Linked DNA regions of Mus musculus: region 2 is linked to region 1. Evidence: chromatin contacts called from public Hi-C data. All regions are on one chromosome and are shown on one strand. Each heading gives the region's core, a stretch centred on a gene start, on an enhancer-like site or on the middle of the called end of the contact. The rest is flanking DNA. Distances are from core to core; before and after follow the strand shown. Region 1 has its middle 26 kb from the start of Gm26327. Region 2 has its middle 37 kb from the start of Gm38996.

Region 1 (2,700 bases), core at 170-2,669:
CTTACTTTAAGCTCCAGGTAGATCTTGCTATCAGCCCCACCCAGGTTCCCCTGGATCCACGGATGAAGGAAAGCCTTCCTTGGCTATTGCTCATGCCCTTCTTTCACTCCCAGCTCAGCACCCTAAATCTGTCCTCTGCTTCAGTTGCTCAGTTACCTTTAGCCCCAGCTCAATACCCTAAACCTGCCCCCAGCTTAGTTATGTTTCTAACCTGCCACCTGCTACCCCCAGGCCTAGTGGGGAAGTGGCCAATGGTCACTCCGCCCTAGATCTCACATAGCTGGTGTCTCTCTCTCCCTCCCTCCAAAGCACATCAAATCTCTTTCTCCATTCTCTCTTGTCTGATACCCTGCTTGTGGGAAAACTGGAAGTCTGCCTATTCCACCCAGCTCATTGGCCATTAGCATCTTTATTGATCGATCAAGAACCAACTGGGAAACAGGACCTTCAGTATTCACATACAGATTCCTGATCAAGGCATCAGAACTACCCTGTATAAGTATGCCTAAGGCACCAGATGGGAAAGCATACATTCTGGGCAAGGACAAGAGGCGGTATTGAGCACCATGATCCTGTTCATTCAGCCCCTTCTACAGGGTCTGTGGAACAATGGAATGGTCTATTTGCCTTGTTTGGCTCCTGTAGGTTCTCACACTATCTACAGACAGCAATGTGACAGAATGCAATTAGGACACAGAAAGACACGGGTAACTTTAATCTTTTTGATGTGACAGCAGAACCTCCCTGGAGCCAACAGCTCATTTTTATTCTTCATCCACTCAGCTCCCAGGTCTGATTGCTGATACCAGTGGTTCGGCAATTGCACATGCCCTCCCACAGCTGGCTGCCTCCTGCTTGTTTATGAATACCTACGTCCACCTGGTTTACCTCCTCCCTCACTTCGTAGAGAAGACTTTTCATCTGTCTTGGCCATAGATGGTATTGCGTGTAAAGCCTGAGACACGGCTGCATCTGAAGAAGGGCAAAAGAAAGTAGTTTTCCCTAAGCCCATATAGTTTGCTGACATTGGAGATGTATGTGGCAGGAGAGGATCCGTGAGCTCAGATTAGGGCTCCAGGTTCTCAAAGCAGCCAGAGCCCAAGGACCATGTGCTGAATGTACACAGACATTGATACTGTGTGGTCTTGTGAAATATGACTTCAGGGCTTTACAACACTATCCTCAGCTCCCTTCCTCCTTTCCCTGACACCAGTGCTGTGACACCAATGTGGTTTCCACTGGCAAACCTAAGAAATACAGCATGACATAAAAATCAGAAGGTGAGTATGGGAATAGGAGCTAGACAGATCGGGGAAGGGACCAGTGAGAGATAAATGCAGATGCCATGCTTCTCGATGCTTCTTCCTCCTCCTGATCTCAGACAAAGGCTGGCAGGCCTTTTCTCTCACCAGCAGGGATGGACCTAGACATCATTACCCAAAGCAGTGGGTGTGTCAGCTTCCTTTTCTTTGTCTAAACTGATAAATCCTAAATTATGGAGAAGAGATTCATTTCAGCCCAGCAAAAACATTAAAAAACCCCAGCCAGCCCTCCACGGGAAAAAACGGTCTTGGCCCGTCTCTCCCCCGCAGGCAATCTTTCCCTCTGTCTTTCTGACTGTCTCTTAATAGCGTTCGCGCGCCCGACGAGGAAGAACACAACAGACCAGAATCTTCTGCGGCAAAACTTTATTGCTTACATCTTTTGGAGCCAGGAGGGCAAGCGCCCAGCGCCCAGCCCCAAAAACGAAAGCCCCTTCTATTCTTACATCTTTAGGAGCCAGAGCTCCGCTCCGGCGCGCCAAAGCGCAGAGCGCGCTCTATTGTTTACATCTTTAGGCAGCGAGAGAGCGCAGGGCGCGCAGAGCCAGAGAGATGCCAGCGAGAGAGAGTGGCGGAAACCCCCGTCCCCTTTAAGGAGGAGTTATCCTTCACTTAGGACGCATCACTCCCTGATTGGCTGCAGCCCATGGCCGAGCTGACGTTCACGGGAAAAGCAGAGTACAAGTAGTCGTAAAATACCCTTGGCACATGCGCAGATTATTTGTTTACCACTTAGAACACAGGATGTCAGCGCCATCTTGTGACGGCGAATGTGGGGGCGGCTCCCAACAACTGTCTGCACTTCTTCACCTTTGATGAAACTTATCTGTTACTTCCTGTCCAAGATATATTTCCTGCCTTTTTATTCTTTTAATTGACAGAGAAAATAAATCCACTCAAGAGCCCTAGATGATAACACAGGGGTACAGAAGAATAGGAGTAGAAAGCTGTTAGGCACTGGGAATAGGGAAGCTAAAGAGGCCATCTCCTGTAGCCAGGCAGGAACCCCAATGGTGCAATAGGGACACCAACCCACTCACAAAACTTTTGATCCAAAATTTATCCAGTTTATAAGAGTTTCAGGGATAGGGAATGGAGCAGAGACTGAGGGAATGGCCAACCAATAACCAGCCTGACTTGAAATCCATCCTATAGGCAAACACCAATATCTGACACTATTAATGATTAATGACACTATTAAGAGTATTAATGATACTCTTTTATGCCTCCAGATTGTAGCCTAACATGGCTGTCCTCTGAGAGGCTCAACCTAGTAGCTGACTCAGAAAGATACAGAGACCCACAGCTAAGCACTGGATGGAGCCTGGGGAGTCTTATGGAAGGACAGGAGGACAGGTTGCCAGCCCCTAAGGTAACA
Region 2 (2,700 bases), core at 57-2,556, 600 kb before region 1:
AAGGGGATCAGCAGGAGTGGGAAAAGACATGATGTAATGGGATGAATATAAATAAAATACATATATCACATACATATACACATACACATATACATATATAATACACACACGTATATATATGTGTGTGTATATATGTATGTGTGTGTATATATATATATATATACACGTGTGTGTAAATATATATACGTGTGTGTGTGTGAGAGAGAGAGAGAGAAAGAGAGAGAGAACAAGTGAAAATGTCACAATAAAAAACCCCACTATTCTGAATAATCAATACATAATAAAGAACACAGAAAAGAAAAGACAAGACAAGAAAGAAAAAGCTTGAGGACAAACTGGGTTACATAATGAAATCTAGGCCAGCCTGGTTTACAGGGCAAGATACAAAAGTGATCCCTAAATATCCAGAGTAAACAAACAAACAAACAAACTTAAATTCTATCTTGGGAACACAAATTTGAGGCTTAGTCTGTGATCTTAATGAAACCAGTATTGCCAATTCTTTCTATTTTGAAAAAAGCTCTGTGGCAAAAAATAAAAATATCAAATATATTTATTATATGCAACACTACATTTGTGTTTGCTAATTCTTTTGAGCTAGGCTCAAAAATGGGTGTCAAGGACTAGAATCGGCCTTGAAGACGTCTGTGGGGTGTCAGCCCCACTCCCAACACCACAGCTGGAGAGCTGGGAAGGAGGAGAACAAGCAAAGCCTTCCAGAATCACTTGAGAGTGGAGTCACTCCTGATGTTGGGTGGTGGGATGGATGAAAAGAGTTAATTTTCTTCTGTGTGCTCTTTTCTGGCTTGATGGATTGGATAAATCTTTATAATGTCTCTGCCAAGGCCTCAGTGGGCTTGTGGAAATTGCCCAGAGTGATTATGAGGCCTCAATGAAAACTTACATGCACAGAAACCCCATTTTAAATTATTAAACAATGAGAATTAACGAGGTAATATGTATGAAATGCAAAGTTATGTAAGTTTTATAAATTCAAGGAATAATTATTACAGTCATTGCAAATGCGTCCATTCATGTGCTCCTAATTGCTCAATTCTTCACGATCCTTTGGGGCCTGCCACTGGTTTTTGCACTCTCCCTTCCTATCCTAGTATGAAGCCAGCAGACTTGTTTTACAACTTTGTCTTGATAGACGATGCACATGAACCTGGCCTCCATCCCAACCTCCAAAGTAGGCTGTGGTTTTGGAAACTCGCCCAAACTTGTGATACAAGTGACCTATGCAAAGTTCTGGGAACTGAATACCTTGGCCCTTGCCCAGCCAGAAGGTCATTGCTGACCTGCTGGCTTTCCTGCTGTGTGCTGTTCAGCCACAGCTGCGTCGGATGACTTGGCCATTACCGCTTTGCTAGCCATTCTGAACAAGCCCCAGGGGAGGCACAGCTTCCTCAGCAAGACAATTTGTACAAATGTTTAATAAATCCCACCATGGGCTTTGAATTCTCTCTTTGGAAGGCCAGTTATGTTTGCCAGTGGTCATGTTCCAGAAGGTCATTATCACCTCCACTGCCTTTTCATTGGCCCACAATCATACATAGTAATGGTTTTGTAGGGACATTTCCATACAGGGGCACAGTGTCCTTGGGCCATGCCCCTCCCCCACCACCTTTCTTACTTAGGGTTTCAATTGCTGTGATTAAACACCATAATCAAATGCAATTTGAGGAGGAAAGGGTTTATTTTACCTGATAGCTTATAAGTTCATCACTAAGGGATATCAGGACAGAAACTCAAATAAGACAGGAGCTGATGCAGAAATCATGAAGGGATGCTGTTTACTTCACAGTGTGCTTCTTACTCACCCTGCTTTCTTATAGCTCCCAAGACCAACTTTCCAGGGGTGGCATTGCCTAGAGTGATCTGCATCCTCCCACGTTAATCACTGATCTAGAGAATTCATTGTATGCTTGCCTACAGTCCAATCTGATGAGGGCATTTTCTTAATTGAGATTCCCTCTTCCAAAGTGACTCAAATCTGTGTCAAATTGACATAAAACTAGCCAGCATACTCTCCCACCCTTTCCTCTTTTCTGCTCCTTCTCCCATTAGTTCTCTTCTTTCCTATATGTAATTTTACTTTTATTTTATGTCATATATGTTTTGTTGTTTTATGTATGGTTTTATTTATTATATAAAATCCAGTAGTCACAAGTGAATCTAAGACTCACAAATGCCATTTTACTGAAAATGACAGTTCAATGTTCTTTATGGCTGAATAAAATATCATCATGTTTACACATAAATGCTCACAGACAAACACACATACATACACACATGCATATACATGTGCACATACACACTCATGCATACATACATATATAAAGACACACAAACACATTACATGCAAATGCATACACACATATACATGCACACAAATACACACACACATACATAGACACATAAAGAGCACAAACACACATACATGCAAATGCATTCACATGTGCTCATATATACACATGCACACACATATACATACATAAAGACGCAAAAATACACATACACACATGCATATACAGGTACACACATATACATATGCACACATATATACATATGCACATAAAGACACACAAACACACATATAAACATTCACACACATACATATGCACATATACATACATACATACATGCATAAAGACACACAAACACACATACACACACACCTCATGTTTTCATTATTCA

Evidence for each region. A called contact is a pair of places that touch in the nucleus more often than the background predicts.
Region 2: a contact with region 1 is called in a Hi-C map of adipose-derived mesenchymal stem cells, with 3 times the contacts expected there. The contact joins two enhancer-like sites. A contact is called at or near these places in 1 of 15 datasets of contacts at CTCF or cohesin (pro-B cells) and 2 of 484 Hi-C or Micro-C datasets (adipose-derived mesenchymal stem cells and stem cell-derived neural stem cells).

The regions. Positions count from the first base shown.
Region 1 is chr7:39,654,655-39,657,354 of GRCm38.p6, reverse strand. No RefSeq gene overlaps it. Among named protein-coding and RNA genes, the nearest start is that of Gm26327, 26 kb to the right of the region's middle. Within about 2 kb of position 1,419, at least 90 of the 459 cell types and tissues checked have an H3K27ac peak or open chromatin away from gene starts, as enhancers often do. A contact at or near this core is called in adipose-derived mesenchymal stem cells, where this site is marked.
Region 2 is chr7:40,257,072-40,259,771 of GRCm38.p6, reverse strand. No RefSeq gene overlaps it. Among named protein-coding and RNA genes, the nearest start is that of Gm38996, 37 kb to the left of the region's middle. Within about 2 kb of position 1,306, at least 23 of the 459 cell types and tissues checked have an H3K27ac peak or open chromatin away from gene starts, as enhancers often do. A contact at or near this core is called in adipose-derived mesenchymal stem cells, where this site is marked.